Regions from separate parts of the Mus musculus genome. Here region 2 is linked to region 1. A link is a contact called in public HiChIP or PLAC-seq data. All regions are on one chromosome and are shown on one strand. Each heading gives the region's core, a stretch centred on a gene start, on an enhancer-like site or on the middle of the called end of the contact. The rest is flanking DNA. Distances are from core to core; before and after follow the strand shown.

The links. HiChIP or PLAC-seq counts read pairs in DNA pulled down with a chosen protein or histone mark.
Region 2: a contact with region 1 is called in an H3K27ac HiChIP or PLAC-seq map of stem cell-derived neural progenitor cells, with 2.2 times the contacts expected there. The contact joins two enhancer-like sites. A contact is called at or near these places in 1 of 15 datasets of contacts at CTCF or cohesin (embryonic stem cells), 3 of 484 Hi-C or Micro-C datasets (beige adipocytes and embryonic stem cells), 6 of 115 datasets of contacts at active chromatin or transcription factors (acute myeloid leukemia, astrocytes, large pre-B cells and 2 more) and 1 of 9 other capture datasets (embryonic stem cells).

What each region holds. Positions count from the first base shown.
Region 1 is chr14:79,204,087-79,210,233 of GRCm38.p6, forward strand. No RefSeq gene overlaps it. Among named protein-coding and RNA genes, the nearest start is that of Gm4632, 8.0 kb to the left of the region's middle. Within about 2 kb of position 2,280, at least 59 of the 459 cell types and tissues checked have an H3K27ac peak or open chromatin away from gene starts, as enhancers often do. A contact at or near this core is called in stem cell-derived neural progenitor cells, where this site is marked.
Region 2 is chr14:79,320,802-79,326,948 of GRCm38.p6, forward strand. No RefSeq gene overlaps it. Among named protein-coding and RNA genes, the nearest start is that of Rgcc, 22 kb to the left of the region's middle. Within about 2 kb of position 3,915, at least 6 of the 459 cell types and tissues checked have an H3K27ac peak or open chromatin away from gene starts, as enhancers often do. A contact at or near this core is called in stem cell-derived neural progenitor cells, where this site is marked.

The DNA of each region.
Region 1 (6,147 bases), core at 1,030-3,529:
CCATCTGTATTTGCTTCCAACAAAGGCAGTAGAAGAGAAATCCCCCAACCTCTAAGCCAGTCTCCCCTTACATGAGCAACCTGTTCTGAAACCGCATCTCTGGAGGGCCGCAGTCAACTTCAAAATCCACCCAATAATATATAGAGCAGAAAAACACTTAAATGAACAGGGATGTGTAGTAAAGATCTTACCTGCTGCCTTGAGCTGCTAACATTTGCTCTGGCGGCACGACTAAAATTCCAATTTTCTACTGGTAGTGGGGAGAATTTATAACTCTAGTTAGAACACTAGTCTGTAGAGAGGTTTTAGATCCTGAGTCCCATTAACTACCTGGCAAACTTGAGCCAGTCTTCTGGGTCTCATTTGAACTAAGCCAATGCCTTAAGATGTTTGAAGAAAAAAAATACTAAAACTACAGTTCTGTGTTCCTGTGGCTTGTTCTGGTTTCTTGTAATAGCCATGCCACTTCGGTGTAACCTACGAGCATATTTAGCACATGGTAGCCTGTCTCCCAGCACACAGGACCTTGGCGCCTCTATCAACCACACTGTTGCTGACTGAATGTGAATATTTCCTTACATGAGCATCATCAATATGACACAAGAAGGATCTTTCGCTCAACAGATGAGGGTTCTGCCTGTTGTTTCCAGCTTTGAACAGTAAAAGTGCAGACGAGTCAAAAAGATCAAGGATTGAAAAGCTACTGTACATGCAAGAGCTCACCCTAGCTGAACAATGCCAAGCGCTCAACATGTATGCATGTTGAGCTCTGCAAACTCAGCCTGCTCCAGAGGGGTGTGCTTGCCTACCATCTCAGATGGAGGTGCAGTCTGAGCACTGTCTGAGGCGTCAACCTTCAAACGCAGACATGCGCAGCATGCGCTGACCTCTGGAGTGCCAGGGTCATGTGTAACTTTGAACTTGAGGAGTGTTTGTGGTATTTGGGCCACTCAGAGCAAAATACAGCACTCTTAAAGTGGCTCGGATCACGGAGGGTGGTGAGAACACCATGCTCTGCTTCAAGAAATCCTGTCAAGGGATGTGAGCCACTTTGTAAGGTTGTCCCTCCCCTGTGGCCCACAGGCACCAGACACCACAGGCTTCGGAGTAGTTAGTGTATATGAGGATAAATTTGGCCTCTGAAGACAGTGGTGTGGCCACAGAGGAGTCTCAGCATGTAAGGACTTATTGATATCAAACCCAGATGAAGCGGTAGTAATAGTAGCTGGCATGACCCGGAACTGAAAGGGAACAATGGCTCTAAGCCTCATGGAGCAGGTATGCACTTCATGTAGGTCTCAAGATGGCCGCATGAACCTGACAGGATCCTCCCTGTAGTTGGTCTCATGGTACCAGGCCATACGTGAAGCCTTTCAGACTTAAGGAAAAAGAGGTGTATTTACTCAGAGGATATTAAAACTGGACTTCCTCGTGCTGGGATGTTTATATTCATAAATGCAGACACTGATTTAATGACGCTGTCAGTTCCCTTATTCTACACTAGTAACACTTCTACGGTGGGAACTCCAGAAACAGTGAATCTCACCAAGACTGGTTGGTCCGAGTCCTTGTGTAGAAGTTGCATAGCCCACATGAAACTGGGCCCTAGGAAGAAGAAAACAGTGATCACCTCTGCGCCATCCTGACAGAAACTACAAGGCGAAGCTGGAACTAGCCTGATTGATTGGACAGCCTTGGTCTTAGCGCGGCCTGTGGGAGACTCTCGCTCCTGAGGAAACCGAAGAAACTGCATCCAGGCCAGGGAGCTCAGAGCCCAGAAATGCACATACATGCACACATACACACATGCATGCATATGGGCATGTTCATGCACGCACACACATACATACATGCACACACACATGCACACACATTCACATACACATCCACATACACGCATGCATGCACACGTACACTCACGTACACCCACACACGCACACATACTCACACACACAAAGAGAAGATGGTAAGTGAAGAAGACAAGAAGGTCGGTTGATGTACACACAAGGTTGATAAATTGAAGAAGGGGTCCCTCTCGGGTGGATTTCCTTTAGTGTTCTCAGAGGTTTGAACAACTCCATTCAAGGCTGACGGGTATAAGCAAGCACATTCATTACAGGCTCTCGAACAAAGGTTTGGAACCACATGTGGAACACTAGCACTAAAGAATCTTTCTCCCTGTGACCTTTCTTAGACACTGGAGGAGAAGGGCAGGCCCTGGGCGGCAGAGGCAGAGGACTGTAACAGCTCCTCGGGCCGCCTGAAAGCAGACATTCAGTTGCTTGGCTGGAGTACAGCTCCACACAGCTGGCCTGGCTCTGTGCCTCCGCGTCTGAAGTCTATCCTCAGAATGGCGTATCTCAGTGAGAAAGGATGCTCCGTCATAATACAGATCCCCCTGCATGGCCATCCATCATCACGGCTTGCTTGGAGTCCTTTTGTCCACACGCTCTCCCCAAACAACAGCTGGGGTGAATTTGAAAGCCCCCGAGGCAGAGGAACTGTGGTTGGGGTGAGGACAGAAGGGGCTGTGTTTGTTATTCTTGTGTCATGGTGGCCAAATACCAGACAGAAACAGTTTAGGAGAGGGAAGGTATATCTGGACTTATGGTTCCAGGGGTTTTCAGTCCACTCTGAGAGGAGATCCCAGGAAAGATGATAGCCCCAGGACAGCATGGCAGAGCAGCAAAGATGATAGCCCCAGGACAGCATGGCAGAGCAGCAAAGATGATAGCCCCAGGACAGCATGGCAGAGCAGAAGCAGAGAGAATCTTGAAAGGCACAGGCCGCCTTATGACTCACGTCCTCCAGGACACATTCGATTGTCATGGAGAAGAACCAGAATGGTTTCAGGAGGGGGAAAAGACATTATAACTCTACATTTTTAAGTATCCGGAGGGTGCTGATGCTGGGAAGGAGGTAGCTGACTGAGCACAGAAGAGAAAAGGAGAGGAAAAGTTCACTATGATGGCATGCATGAGGGGTGTCCGTGTGTATGTGCAGGCCTCGGGGAGGGTTATAGGTCAGAGAGTCAATGGCACATGTCTTCTTTCATTGCTCCCTTCTTTAGTTTTTGAAACAGGGACTCTTACTGGAACCCGTGCTCACAGATTAGTTGTACTCTGGCCAGTCAGCACCAGTCTCTACCTCTACCACTGGGCTTATATGGGTATGCCACCACATCTGGCTTTTTCCATGAGTGCTAGGGTAAACACACGTCCTCTTGTTTGCTTGCATATCACCCCGTATGCCCCTTCCACAGCCCAGGAACTTTTTGTTTTGTTTTGTTTTGTTTTTTTTGAGACAGGGTTTCTCTGTGTAGCCTAGGTGTCCTGGAACTCACTTTGTAGACCAGGCTGGCCTCGAACTCAGAAATCCACCTGCCTCTGCCTCCCAAGTGCTGGGATTAAAGGTGTATACCACCACCGCCTGGCTGGAACTATTTTTTTAAGCTGATGTTAATTTTTTTGGAGGCATCTGATCTTTGTTAAGAAACTTTCATAAAACCATGTTTTGTAGAGGCTGGTTACAGACTCTTCCAAAAAACTTTCTAGTGAGTCAAATATGACGGCAGATGCCCAAGATCTCCTAGGCAGAAGAATCATGAACTCAAGGTCAGCTCTGGCAATGTCATTCCAGGACACCCTGAGCTGTGAATCAAACCCCTGTTTCAACAAGAAACCAAGTTTCAGCAGACAAGTTCAATAAATGAAACAAAACAAAAAATGGTGGTAGACTATGCTCAAAATATAAGATACACTTGTAAGAAAATGTCCTTATATAACACAGTACCATGTATAATGAATATTCACAATGAAGATTTAAAATACAAAACCCAAATGTATTTCCAAGTGTAGGAGGCCCCATCAAAGCACACCATTACCATTTCCCCTTCACTGGACACGAGGAATATGTTCTAATGTGAACAGGCTCACATTAACGCCATCCAGTCCTCACTGGAGTGAACGTGAGAATTCCAAATCTCTTTTCACAAGATCCGCATGGATCATAGAGCCAATGTATCCAATGAGGCTGGCATGGCTTCTGCTTCTGCAAGGAAAGTGGCTTTAAGGGTCAGGGCCTCCTAGGGAGTATGTGGTTCCTTTGCATAGGTCCACACAGGTCTTCTGTGAACAGAGACTGTATGACACGTGCTATAAGTCAGACTCCCCAAGGGATGAGCTACAGGAGAGAGAGATCAATGATATTTGGGTTGAAAAGACCTAGTTTCTTAGCCCGCTCCACCCCTTCCAGCCACGGCTACCTGAGACACCCCAAAGTTCTTGGATCAGGTTCTTCACCCCTGAAATGAGGACAATCCCATCTCCCCTTTATCAGAGAACTGAAATAAAATAACCAAGGGACTCCATCAACCATAAGTGAAAGCCTGTGTAAGAGGTATTTGGAGATTGTCCCCAAAATGTATTTATTGGGGTGGTTTCCTGCACACCTCAATTCTGGTACTGTTAGCTGAACTTCTGAGGAACACCCTTCTGGGAGCTTTGCTTTTCTTCCTAGAGACACAGGACTGTAGAGCAGCCAATGTACAAAATCAGCATTTGTGCCTGGCCAGCAGCCCACTGCCATCACAGCATGCTGTCATCCCACATCCACAAACCAGGGACCAGAGTTCTGCACCCAGTGCTATGCTTTCTTTCTCTTCACTTCTGGGAAGAAGACAGCCATCCTCTGAGAGTCTTGCTTTTGTGGGAAGGCCATTGATACCCCAGAAGCAAAAGACATTTGATTTTAGGTCCATGGTGGAAGGTAACACCTGGCATTGAGAGTCTCCTTGACCAGTTTTGCTTGAGAACCATGACATCCTGATCAAACATCTCAGACCTTGTTCAGAGCCCAGAGTGGCCTCTTTCCCAGCAAAGCTGCCGGAGGGGTGAAGATGTCAGGGCAGGTAACTGAGGTTAGCCAGATCCTCAACTTTACTTTTTGCTAGGAGCAAGTGGAGTCCATTCTCTGACTTCTTTATGATGATGAATTAACTGTTTCTTGGGATCTAATGACCTATCTCTCAGAAGGGTCAAATAACCTGTCTTAGAAGTGGTTCCCGGCAGTTTACACTGCAAGCACAGGCCTCCTCAGGAGGCTGATCAGATTGGACAATCTTAAAGACTATAATCAAAGACATCTCAGATGACCTCTCACCTGTACTCTTCCCTCAGCCCAAGAGAAGCCTCTGACTCAGCTAGTTGTTATTTAGATACTCTGCAAAGGATTGGTCTCATTAGTCAAATCTTTCTGGCAGTAACAGAGGAATATATACAAAGACTTAAGGGCATGAGGATGCAGCCCTCATGAATGTGTTTGTGGACTATCTGAGTTATGACAGAATGCCACAGGTGATCATTTATAAAGCACACCATTTTTTTTTTCTGGGAAGAGAAAACTTTATTTTTGTGTTTAAACACCATTCCCTGCACTTTTGAAGATGACCATCCCCATTCTGCCCCCTCCCCCAGACTTCCCCTGTGAGACAGATTCTGACCAAGGGAAGGGTGGCTGTCACTTGTCTGCTCTTTCAGGCCTGGGTCTAGTGTTCACTGAATTGTTGTGAGACAGGCTAAAGATCAAAGCCAAACCCCATCCTTTATGAAATGAGTTTGTTCAGTTCAAGTTCACATTTAAATTTCATTGTCATTGGAACAAATTTTGAGTTAGCTAGATAACTTTAAAAGAGAATCAAAAGGCATAGCGCACCTGTCATTTAAACAAAGTCTTTCCAGACTAAAAATACATTTATAGCTTCTGGTTTCCATCTGTGTCAGAGCTAATCCCATGCCACAGCACTCCATACCCAAATACCACCAGGAAAGTTATGGTCTCCCAGGAATGTGGGCACAACTGTGAGCACAGGTAAGACTACCACTTCTGCTCAGAGGGGACCCATCTGGAGCCCTCAGGTCACAGGAACTGAGGAGCAGCCTGGGGCAGGATCCTTCTGATTTCTATCTGTGCTTGAAGCTGACGCTGTGGCACAGCGCCTCCATACCCAAATTCCTTCCAGAGAGAGCTAGTCTCCTAGGAGTGCTGACACACAGGCTTGCAGGAGGGACAATCCACAGTCAGAGACAGCAAGACCAGCTAACACCAGAGATAACCAGATGGCGAGAGGAAAGGGCAAGAACACAATTA
Region 2 (6,147 bases), core at 2,665-5,164, 120 kb after region 1:
AAGTTCTGCTCTCTCAGGCTTCTTAGTTTCATTAATAGAATTAGGGACACAAATAGAATCCACATCCATCCCCACCCCCAACCCCCTGAACACACAGAAGCCGGAGGACAGTTTTTAGAGTCTAGAAGGAGAACCCTAAGGCAGGCAAGCTACGGATCTCCTGGCTGCGTGGAAGGGAGGACAGAAGAAAAACAGCCAAGCTATTTGAGATAAAGTAGCCCGGAGGTGAGCCACCCTCCAGGAGGGGGATGCTTAGAAAAGGTGTTAGGAAGCCCAGAGCTTTGGTTAAGGAGTTTCGAAAGAATACTTAAGACCTGGTCCTACTGCAGAAAAGAAAAACAAATAGCTCTGTGTTCTATGTCGGCCATCAGACAGGGACAGATCCCTGAGCCTCCTGGCAACTTTGCTGGCTGTAGGGGCTACACTGTGGGCTTGGGGTGGGGGTGGGGGTGGGGGAGCGAGAGTCTGGACAGAAAAAGCACTCTGTCTAAGGTGAGCGGCCTTCTTATGGTCCCCTAGCCAGCCAGGTCCCTGGCCTGCCACAGTGCTGAATTAACCCTTAAGACAAGAGACAAGGGCCTGTCTCCACCTAGAGGTAGATTCTGCTCTCGACACCGCTAGGCCCAGGAACTAAAAGGTGCAATGGACTCTACGGGCTTAGAATGAAAAGCGTAGGAGGGATCCTATAATTATTTTAGAGAGCAGAGGAGTACACAATAAATAGTTTTTAAGGGCGAGGACTCCCCCACAGACACCCCAGGAAAGTTGGATCCCGTAACCCAGATTTTCAATATTTTTGTGTTTTTTGTTGTTGTTGTTGTTGTTTGTTTTGTTCTTTTGTTTCAGTTCTAGGGCTGGACCCCAGGGCTCACATGGGAGACCAGAGTGCCACACCTAAGCTGCACCACACACACACACACACACACACATCCCTGGTCTCACATATGTTTCTTTTATATAGAAACCTAATGCACTAAGTCTTATGCTGACTCCATTTTTTTTAAAATAGGATGTTTTTGAGGGAATAAACTGTGACCACCCCCAAAAGATACCGGTATTGACTCTTCAAGGGGCTCTGAGCAGAGTGATCATGGAAGATGTATGGCTAGCCTGCACTGTCTCTGTGTGGCAGGGTCAGCTTTGAGAGAAGCACCTCACACACTCCCTCATGACAGTGCCCTCTTTCCTTCCAGGCACTGGTCCGATGAGCATTTTGAATTTCTTTGGCACCCACTGGCATCTCTGCCTCATATTTCACAGGCTATATTCTGCACGTATATTTCTTAAAACAGATGGACTGGTCTAGGCCCACAGTGGACTGGCGTATTTGTGGCTATGAGTACCACAGCAGAGAATGTCCCAGGCATGGATGAGTACAGACTGTTTCCAAAGGTGCTGAAGGCTGCCCGAGGAGCCAGGCTCCAGTTCCCTTCTTGGTGTGCGGGGTATTTCTGTACTGTCTTCATGAAGCACATATACAGCTTTTACAGCTCCATTCCTCTTTCTTAAATCACTGTATTGGATAAACCTCACAGAAATCCCACTCATTTGATGCTCTCTCTCTCTCTCTCTCTCTCTCTCTCTCTCTCTCTGTGTGTGTGTGTGTGTGTGTGTGTGTATGTCACAGCATGCATGAGGTCCTCAGGGAATAATTTGCAAGGGTAAGTTCTCTACTTCAACTATGTGGGTTCCAAGGATCCAACTCAAGGCCACCACACTTGGTGACAAGCACCTTCACCTGCTGAGCCCTCTTGCTGGCCCCATCTTTAGGAAAACTTCAAGCCTGTAGAAGAAAGTCCACTCCATCGACATTTCCTCCCCATCCTTTCCGCATGCACACACACCCAGCTCTTAAAAGCCATCGGTTGACCCCATCTCTGTGAGTTGTCTCTCCTGGACATTTCCTAGCCTGGAGTTAGACAAGTTGGCACTTCTTTCCTTTGAGTCCCCAAGGTTCGTCCATTCTGGAGCGTGTGCCAGCACCTCAGCTTTTCAATGCCAGATAACATCTCCACTGTAGAGATGTGCACAACTTACTGAGCTGCTCAGCCGCTGTTGGGAAAATTACTTTTCTTTTTCTTTTGGTTGTTACAAGTAGTGCTGTTGTGAACAACTGTGTGGAGCTGGAATCTCATCTTTTTAGGAATGGAGTTGCTTAATGTGAGGTTTGAACAACAGTGGTCCCTGTGGGGGTTTGAATAGGAATGGTCACCCCAGAGGCTCATGTGTTTGAATGCTTGACCCATAAGAGTGGCACTACTGGGGCTGGAGAGATGGCTCAGTGGTTAAGAGCACTGACTGCTCTTCCGAAGCTTCTGAGTTCAAATCCCAACAACCACACGGTGGCTCACAAGCATCCATAGTGAGATCTGATGCCCTCTTCTTCACTGTGTCTGAAGACAGCTACAGTGTATTTACATATAATAAATAAAGAAATAAATCTTTTCTAAAAACGAGAAAGATTTTTTAAAAATGAGTGGCACTATTAGGAGGTGTGGCCTTGTTGGAGGAAGTGTGTCACTCTACGGGTGGGCTTTGAGGTCTCCTATGCTCAAGCTACACCTAGTGTGGTACACAGTCTCTCCTTGCTGCCTTCATTATAAAGATGCAGAACTCTCAGCTCCTTCTCCAGCAGCATGTCTGCTTGTATGCCACCAAGTTTCCATGTGTCACTGGGGGCCTTTGAGGTTTCAAAATCCCAGGCCATTTCCAGTTAGCATTCTTTTTGTTGTTGTTGTTTTTGGTTTTTGGTTTTTTGGTTTTTTCAAGACAGGGTTTGGAGTGTTTATACTAGAAAGCCAATAAATTCTCCTTATCAAACACAATTCTCCCTTATTAAAAATGTTCACAATTGGGGGCTGGAGAGATGGCTCAGGGGTTGACAGCACTGACTGCTCTCCCAGAGGTCCTGAGTTCAATTCCCAGCAACCACATGGTGGCTCACAACCATCTGTAGTGAGATCTGATGCCCTCTTCTGGTGTATCTGAAGACAGCTACAGTGTACTCGTACACATAAAATAAATAAATCTTTTAAAAATAAATGCGCACAATTGACTTTCAGCAAATATTACCCCATTCCTGTTGGTACTCCCCCTTAACATAAACAAGCATATCTTGGGAAGTGGCAGACCAAACCATCACATGACAGCTTGGGAGGAGTGGAAGCTGTGGCCTGCTGCCTTGGGACTTCATCCTTTTCTGCTCCAAGCCCCTATTCTGACCTCCCCCTTTCTATCTCCTCCCAACTCAGCCAGGTATAATCACATCTCCTCTACTCTTTTTTTTCCCCATCAACATTTCTAATTATATATTTAAGGGTGAATAATTATGAAACAGTTGCTGTGGACAGGAGATGGAGTGTGCATGCACCAACATACACACACACACACACACACACACACACACACACACACATGCTAGAGGCCACAGACTCTCTGAAATAAAATGGTTTAAGGAGCTGTTGTAGACACTAGCAAGAAAAGCGCTGCATCCTGGGACCCCCAAGCGCCAGCAGAAGGAGCAGCAGGCTTTCGGAGTGTTGGGCAGTGTCCACTGAACAAGAACTAAGCATTGTGATTTAATGAACAGTTGGAGAGGGAAGTTGTCTGTTCCGACCTAGTTTCCCCGTGGACATGGATGGAGCAGCGTATAAAGCCGGCAGACTTGGAGGGAAGGTGGCTAGGGCAGTAATGAAACTTTAACTTTAGGTTTTACCTTTCAAATCGCCAGAATACTATTCCCACCTTGCCAGCTGATCAACTTTCCTCACCTCTGCTCCCCTCCAGTCTCCAATGCTTGAAGCTCAACTCAAGACAGCTTGGAATTCTGCCCAAGGCTCTACAGCACAGTGTTTGTATTGAGCTCATTGCTAATCAGAACCCTCCCGCTGGACTTGGGCATTATGTACTGAAAAGGTAGGCTTTGTCTGTGATCTCAACACACTGGTGAGAAGTAGGAGATTCTGCATGAAGGAATAACTAACAGCAGGTCCCTTGTGCTTCGAACACTACAGAGGACCCATAGGGAGAGAAAACAGCAGACTAGAAAGTCAGTGTCTCTGGACCTTTGCTTCTACACAGGAGTCTGAGTTTTCTTTCTTTCTCTCTTTTGTTCATTCCTGAATTTGCAAATACTATATATATATATGTGTATATATATATATATATATATATATATACACATATATATATATATATGCAAGGCTCGAAGCCCTGGCTTACATTTTCCAAGTTGTATCCAGTTTCCATGAGCTTGTTTTGAGATTGTCTTTCTATGTCGCACTGGCAGTTGTGGAGCTCTTGATGTAGAACAGAGATCCTTCTGCCCCCTCCCCCACCCCCACCCCCCACCCCTTCCCCCGTGCTGGGATCAAAGGCATGCACCACTATGCTCGGCTAATGTTTGTAGTATAAGCCCAGGAGTCCCAATGTTTGGTATATACAGATTTACAAGTATCACACCTTCTTGATGGACTTCTCCTTTTATTAGTATAATATGGAAGAAATCAGAACATGGTTGGGGGCAGGCAGGCAAGAGAGATAAAGAACAACACAAAATAAAAATACGTACGTACAAAAATGTCACAGTGAAACCAGCCCATGCCTTTGTATGATAACCAAAAGAATAGAAGGCAACAAATAAATAGAATTCTCTGAAATACCTTTGAAAGAGCCAAATGGATGTTTCAACTCAACAAATGGATTTACATACCAGGCAGTGTTCTGTACATGGGATGAATGCATGACACAAAATTACTCCTAATTAAGTCAACTGCGAAATGTCGACAACAATTTTGGCCCTGGTGGTGTTTTCTGGTCCACAGCACCTACAAACCTTGAAACCTCCCAGATGATGCTTTGGAACCAAGTCCTAATGAGGTGACTGGTGACTGAGGATCTTGTAGAGCCTCAAATTGGGGCTGGTGTTAGAGAAAGCCAATGACAGGGTCAGACGGCTCGGGTTTTGACCCCAGACCATCCCATCTGCAAGGAGCCTAAATATAGGCTTGATTGCTCCTGGCCAATTTTCAGTCTACCATACCTAATGTATTCTCCATTACAGCCAGGCTGAGGGCCTTCTAGGTTCCCATAATCCTCTGGAAGTGTTAGCAGAGCGAAGCACCCAAACTCATGAAAGCGATGTCTCCACCCTCACCTCTTCCCATCTGACTGAACACCTGCATCCTTTCTAATATTCTATAAGAAACAAGTTAGTAGTCGGGTGTGGTGGCGCACGCCTTTAATCCCAGCACTCGGGAGGCAGAGGCAGGTGGATTTCTGAGTTCCAGGCCAGCCTGGTCTACAAAGTGAGTTCCAGGACAGCCAGGGCTATACAGAGAAACCCTGCCTCAAAAAAACAAAAAGAAAAGAAAAGAAAAGAAAAGAAAAGAAAAGAAAAGAAGAGAAGAGAAAAGAAAAGAAAAGAAAAGAAAAGAAAAGAAAAGAAAAGAAAAGAAAAGAAACAAGTTAGTGCATGCTTCCCTGAGCTCTAGGACCGTTCTAACAAATGATCCAACTGGAGGAGAGGACCACAAGGATTTCCAGCCAGTCAGTCAGAGGCACTGAATACCTAGACTTCAGCCGTCTTGTGGGACTGGAGCCCTTAACCTGTGGGAGCTGATGTTACTAAGTTCAGGCAGACACAGTCAGAATTGACATGAAGTATAAGACACCCAGCTAGTATCAGGGACCTGGTCTTTGTTAGGGGAAAAATACACAAATGTTTGTTGACAGAGTGTTCTGGGTTGAGTGTTAAGAAACAAACCAATCCGTCTTACCCTGTATGACTTATTCTGGGATGGTACCAGTGAGGTAACCAAAATGAGCCTTCCAGTTTGAAAACATGACAGAATCTTGTTTCCTAGAAAATATGCTGACAAGAAGTAGAAGCCCAGGAGGGTGGGACCCTGCCTGAGGCCAAGCCCTATTCCTCTCACCCTGAGATCAACACTGTCTTCCCACACAAAATGCTCACGCTGCCATTTAATGTCAGGTAAACAGACTTGTACTTAGTAAAAGCTTCGTGGAATTGTTCATCTCTACAGAGGGCAGCCACCAGCAACCTACTGGATCAGGAACCCACGCACCATCAAAGAGGAAAAGCATCCGTGGTAAACACCCGAGGTGATGAACCTGCTCCCAAAGAGC